Regions from separate parts of the Eptesicus fuscus genome. Here region 2 is linked to region 1. The links are chromatin contacts, called in public Hi-C maps. All regions are on one chromosome and are shown on one strand. The core of a region is the stretch at or near the end of the contact, and the rest is flanking DNA. Distances in the headings are between cores, read along the strand shown.

What was found. A called contact is a pair of places that touch in the nucleus more often than the background predicts.
Region 2: a Hi-C map of liver shows a contact between it and region 1, with 10 times the contacts expected there. The contact joins the promoter of GTF3A here to the promoter of URAD in region 1. A contact is called at or near these places in 2 of 2 Hi-C or Micro-C datasets (liver and muscle).

What each region holds. Positions count from the first base shown.
Region 1 is chr7:10,891,166-10,894,405 of DD_ASM_mEF_20220401, forward strand. URAD (ureidoimidazoline (2-oxo-4-hydroxy-4-carboxy-5-) decarboxylase) reads left to right here and starts at 1,774. Exons shown (of 2, transcript XM_054719705.1): 1 at 1,774-1,948. The coding sequence starts at 1,774.
Region 2 is chr7:11,502,474-11,505,713 of DD_ASM_mEF_20220401, forward strand. GTF3A (general transcription factor IIIA) reads right to left here and starts at 1,676. Exons shown (of 10, transcript XM_008153391.3): 1 at 1,274-1,676. The coding sequence starts at 1,676.

The sequences.
Region 1 (3,240 bases), core at 524-3,023:
TGGCTTCTGCTCCATCTTCTTTCCCAGTCACCCAGAGCCTAGGAATAAGGCTGGGGAGCCTGGACAGGCAGTAGTGTGGGCCCTAGACAATCTCACCTTCCCTTTCCCCGCAGCATACTCTGGCATTGTGGATGCAGCACAGGTCAGCTCTGGAATGCACCAAGGCCCAGGGTGGTGGCGGGGGCAGAAGGGGACAAAATGGATACTAGGCTGTTAACCGGGTCTGTGGCAAAACCTCGGGGGCAAGGAAAAGGAAAAGACTATGTGACTCTGGAGGCAGAAGGAAAAAGAAAGAAAATTCTGAGGTTAGTCCAACAAAGAGATTGTAATAGGAAATGTTGTATTAGCCAACACCTAGGTAGTGCTATGCCAAGGAGCCGTTTTAAGCACCTTGGTATATTAATTTACTTAACCTTTGTAAAAATTCTATTAGGTAAATACTATGATGATCTTTATTTTACAGACAAAGAAACTGAGATACAGAAAAGTTCAATGACTTGCCAACTGTCAGATGGTGGGGGCAGAGCAGATCAGAACTCTCCTGGGTCCATGCTCTCCACCCTAGCCACAGGCTGGCAGCAGCAGGCACTCTGAGGATGCATAGGATGGTGACAGGTAGTGCTAATATTCTATAGCTTCCTTCATATTGAAGACAAGATCGGTAAATGTGGTACTTTGGGCACCAAATTTTCCCCTTTGCAAAACAAATTTCATCAGTTTCTTTTCAAGGGATGAGGTCTCTGTCCATTCTTCAGTCATGACTTTGGCCCAGGTAGTCAGGGTGAGTCCTGGCCTGGGGCACATCTGCAGAGTTAGGACAACATCTGTAACTGCTGACAGATTGTCACAGGCCACAGTAGAGGCAGGGTACTACTGTCACCTGCACCTTACAGACCACAGGGACAAATGTGATTTATTGTTAACATGGTTGCTCTCTCTTTGAACTTGACTCAGATGGCAGCAAATGTGTAGCGGGACTGAGCCTGCAACCAAGGTACATGCCCTTGTTCGGAATGGAACCTGTGACCCTTCAGTCTGCGGGCCGATGCTCCAACCACTGAGCCAAACTGGCTAGGCTGCATTTTAATTCTAACAGGAAATTGCAATATCTTTATTTTTAAAATCTGACCTCTCCTTTTCTTGGACTTTGTTTCCCACAGTATTTTTGTTTTCAGCATCTGTGAAAGATATGAGGGTGAAAATGAATCTATGTGGTTATTTGGTCAACTGAGTCACCCTCCGGGATTTATTGACAGCCCACCGCAGGCACGGTTCTAGGTCCCCTGTCTAATGAGCATGTACTACATACCTATTGCGTTAAGCATTTGAGATACAGAGAAAGAGCAAAATATACTACCTGTCCGCCACAACAGCAACAATAGGTGGGAAATCAAATTCCCAGGGGGTTGACTTGTGACCTGTCTTCGAGGTTCTCAGGGAAAACTTCCGTGGGATAATGTTGACATTAAACTGTTAATGACACCAAAACTGTATGTGGCTTAAATGCTGAAATATGGCCCCTCCTGCCTTTGACGGTGGGAGCAGTTTGAAAATGTTTGCCACACAGAGATCTTCACTCCCTGGATTAGAACCCTCGGCCTATGTTTGCTCATTACACAAGTCCTCTGGATCTGCTTCTCCCGAGCACTGAAAACAAGCCAACCTGGTGTCGCATGAAAAACAAGCTTGTGTATTCAGCAAGTACAACCTCGTGAGCAGAGTCACTATCACCCACTCCGCGAGAGGGGAGCCAACGTCCCGCTGCCTGCAGCGATGGACATGGAGAAGGTCAACTCCATGGACTTCGGAGAGTTTGTGGATGTGTTTGGGAATGTCATTGAGAGATGTCCTCTGATTGCAGCTGCTGTTTGGTCCCAGCGCCCATTCTCTGACTTGGAAGATTTAGAAAAGCACTTTTCTGCCTTTATTGATGCACTGCCACAGTCAGGTAAGGCTTCATAGACCGGGGGATTCTCCACAAGGGGTTTCAACTGTTCTTATCAAAACATGGTTAGATCTGTTTAGTTGGTTATAATTGATATATTTATTTAGCCAGTTTTGTTGTAAGGGTCACTAAGTTTCCTTAAAATTAGTAAATGGGAGTCAAACACTTGCAAGGTGTTAGGCCAAAAGTCAGATGAAAGAATGTATGTTGGCTCAGGTAAAGTGGCTGTTAAATATTAAAGTTCTGAGGTCATGAGGAAGAGGATGGGCCTCACAGAGGCTCGGAGGCTGAAGGTCAGGCTGCGGGCCTACCCTCTTTCAGCTGAATGTGCTCCCTCTGGGAATGTCCTGAATGCAGGAGAGAAGACAGGTCGATATCAGAATATCTCAGGAGCTCAGGGGAAAGAGCAAATGGCTGACATTTTTATCAGAAAGGGCCAGTTTGGACTGGATTGCTGAGGAAAGTAAACTCATTCAGATCAGCTTCTCCCGGAGGGAAGTAAAGGAGAAAAGACAAAAATCTGAATGAATTCCTCTGGAGAAAGGGAAAGAAATTGTTGATTTCCACTGGGTAGGGAGAGAAAGGAGGCACTTCAGGGTGTAGGATTAAATGCTAAGGTTTAGGCAAACCCCAAGTGACGGATTTAGAAGCCAAGGGGGCCGTCTTGATACTCTTCAGAGAGGCCAACACCTTTTTGGGGTCTGATGAGCATAAGCATCGGGTTGCCTTAACTGGGCGTTCAGGTCATCCCCAGCGCCAGGTCTGCCTACCAAAAGGGGCCCCCTAGGCCACTCGCATTCCACACAGGGCTCCATGCCAGCGAGCCGGTTCTTACCCAGTTAAAGTTTGAGAATAGGTGGAGATAGTTTTGGCCCCAAGGCCTCCAATCATTCACTTTACCAGATAAAACTTCGTGCCCAGGAGCTGAAGGGAGGGGAGGGGGGCACGGGCTGCCTTCACAGGGGCCCTTCCACAGAGATCTGGGCCGGGAGGCAGAATTCATGCTCTCCTCTCTTCCATGATGAGGCCAACACACAGAGTAGTCAGGGTGAGTCCCTGGGCTTTGACATCTGTGTAGTAATTTCTCATTGTCAGATGAACAGCTCCCAAGTAAGAAACTCATTTTAATTCAGTTTAAGCACGTCCAGAAAGAGTGGAGGACAGTGTTACAAAATCAAACTGACAGAAATGTTGGGGCCAGGTTGACACCCATTTCTCAGGGCCTCTCCAAAGCTGAGCTCTCCCCTCCACCACTGGGCTCAGGCCTCAGGGGAGCTGATGGACACTGGAGCCTT
Region 2 (3,240 bases), core at 426-2,925, 610 kb after region 1:
AACAAACGGTCATGCGTGCCTCCACGGCTCAGGCACCCTGTGCCGCCCATACAGCAGTCCTGTCAATGTGCGTTGTAACTGATGCTGACATTGTGGTTGGAAAGAGGCAGACAACAAACGAGTGGACAAAGATACTCTCTGACGAGTCTGTCTGTCATAAGGAGGATGAAACGTGTGTCGTGGTGATTTCATCATGGAGAGGACTCTGTGGGGAGGCTGCCCTTAGATTGGTGGCGTTTAGGTGCAGCTTGCAGGGACTATGGGGAGCCAGCCAGCAAGGGGGAGACTATTCTGGGGAGGGCCTGGCGGGAGGCAGACCAAAGGCAGGACGTGGAGGGAGAGCAGGCTGGCCCTGGATCGGGAACAGCAGGAGGCAGGGTGCGTTGAGAGCAGCCGGCTGCTTGTGCAGGTGTCAGCCTGGAGGACGACTTTTTTCGATTGAGAAATAGGCACTTCCCTACCAGACAGGAGAGCGTGTGTCTCGAATTCACTTTGTTGTAACGGAACTTCCCCCTCAGAAGAGAATGCTTTGTTCAAGATGAAAGTTTTATTAGGACAGAAATGAGCATAATTTTGCCAGGGTGGGGAGTGGTTTACTATGGCGGGAGTGCATTAGATACTGTGTTTAGTTTAGAATTATGGTCAGATTCCGGTTAAAGAGAGCACCTAGTGGTCATGTGGGCTGCGGCAACGCGAATGACTGGGTGTGAGTGATGCCACCAGGGGGCGCTGTAGACTCAAAAAGTGGGGCTGGGTCCCAACGCGGCAGGAATGGAGTCAGGAACCCTTCACTCCTTTTCCTGGAGGGAAAGGAAGCTTCTGAAACAGGCTTTTGCCTTTTCTTTTCAAAGAACATGAAACTTTTATTTCCTTTTCACGCTGTCTTGTGTCCTGTGGTGCCCCTCCTCCCTCCACAGCCCCAGCGCCCGGTCACTTCGCCAGTTTCTCCCCAGGACAAGGAGGGAGGAGGATCGGGAGCCTGGAAATCAGCCCTTCCCGCTCCTAACGGGAGGCTTGCAGGAGGGGAGGGGGAAAGAGGTGCGATGCTTGGCCCCGGCATTGTCCCCTGTGAGACTAAGGTACTGAACGCCCGCAGAGACCGTGTGCGTAAAGCACTCCAGACGGCGCTTCTCCCTGGGAACCAGCTTTCCAGCCCTGCCCCGGCGCACAGCTAGCTCTCTCGGAGGCTGCAGACTGAGGAGTGAAGAGAACTGTGCATCACAAACCCCCCCCCCCCCCCTCAACCCAGAACACGCCCTCGGACGTGGAGCACCGTGGGCTTTTAGGCGGATCTGCACTGCGGTCTCCGGGATCCCGGCCGCACAAACCCCCGTGTTTGGGAAGCTCTCATGGCGTTGGCGCTTTCCTCCGTTCACCCCGGGGTCCCACGGGGCCACGGGACACCTTTGTGACACTGTCCTCAAACGGTTGGGGCCCTGCCTCCCACATTCACATCTTCCTGTTGGAGATGCCTTGCCCACGCCTCCTTCTAAGCCTCCCTGGAGGCAAGACTGGCTGTCAGCCAGCCCAGCGGCGCCGGGGTCTAAGGCACGCACCGCAGGCCACTGGCGCTCGAGCACCGGGACACGCAGCGCCAAGGGCTCTCGGTAAATACTGAATGCGTGACGCTGAAGCCACAGTCCCTGACTGAAGACACCGCTGGGAAACCATTCCATCTCCCCGGCCAGTAAGCAGCCTCTGTTTACCTTCCGTTCATTTTTTAACCAAGGTAAGTTACGGTTTCCCTGTATGATGGCTCATACTCAGCCTTCCGATTACTTCACGTTTATTCCGTTTGGCGTCATCTCCTAAATTGGGTTTTTGCCTCTTTGTCTCTTGATAACTCAGCTGAGTGTCTATTTTATCGCTTCTGCTTGTAATAATTGAAGCCATGTGCTTCTTACTCAAATCATTCCTTCGCTCCTTGTTTCCGTGCAGGGGAGGAGCCAGGCACACACCGTCCTTGGCCTGTGACAGGGGCGCCTGTCCTGCCTTCCTGGCTGCAAAATTCTCCCCTCTGACCAAGACTTCACCCAGTGCCGGGCCACCCGCGTGTCTGCTTTGTCAGAACTCATCCCACCCCTGGCGAGGCGAGTGCTCCTTCTCGTGGGCGGCTGTTCCTCTTCCCACGTCTCCCTCACACCAAGTCTTCTTTTGGGGCCACAAGGTCAAGTGGAACCCAGACAGGTGCACCAGCATGACTGAGAGGCAGCCGGCGGGGGAACAGCATGGGCTCTGAGTCAGGCACAGCCTTGTGGCCTAGAGCAAGCCACCCGGCCTCTCCGCCTCCATTTCCTCGTCAGCAAAGCGAGGATGATAGAGTCTACCTCCAAGTATGGGTGGATGGTAGACGAGTCAGAGCTAGTTATGCTAGACCTGGGTTTGTTCAGGCCATACCAACTAGGCCTTACTCTAAGACCTTCAGAACAGTAACCCTGGGCATTTCCAAAGCATGGTCTAGGTGCCTTCCCCTCCACCACATTCTTTTCCAGTTGGCTCTGGGACCCCGTGTCCTCATGACCAACTATGGCGTGGTGTTGGCCGTGCCCTCCTCTCTGACTTGGGGAGGAGGAAATGAGGCCATTGATGCTTTCCTCAAAGCCTTGAAGACCCTCAAAAGTGCAGCCGTGGAAGAAACCCAAAGACGCAACGCTGTCAAGGACACAGGTGCCATCCCTGTGGCTGTGGAAGTGGCTGACGCCCATGGGGTGTGTTGAAGCCGTCTTCCAGGCTGTAGGGGGCACCTCTTCATTTCCACCGGCTCCTTTACTGTGCCCGCCTCCACCGAGGGGGCGTGCAGGGTGAGCAGAAAGGTGACAGGTGACAGGCCTCGGTGCTTCTTAAAGTGCTCTCCTTCTCTCCCAGCCCTGGCCATTAATTCACATATCTAACCAGTGTGTCTTCAGCACCTGCTATTGTGCTCTGCACTGGGGGTACAATAGTGAACAAAATAAGGGCAGTCCTTGGCCTCGGGGAGCTCACAGGTTAGTGAGGTCGGTGCTTTGACAGGGAGTCAGGTTGTTATGTCTTAGGGTAACAGACACCCCCTAAGTCAGGGAAGCCTTCCCAGCGGCTCACTGCCCTGGCACCAAACTTGAGCAGCAGCTTGCTTCCTCTAAGGACAGCTTTCCCTAGAGGCCCCCCAGACAGACCCCTTTCAGGGTGCTCCTCAGTCCTATAGGCAAGCCCGGAGCCCTCCATCCTGGAGGCTGGAGCCAGGAAGCCAGACTCACATGTGCA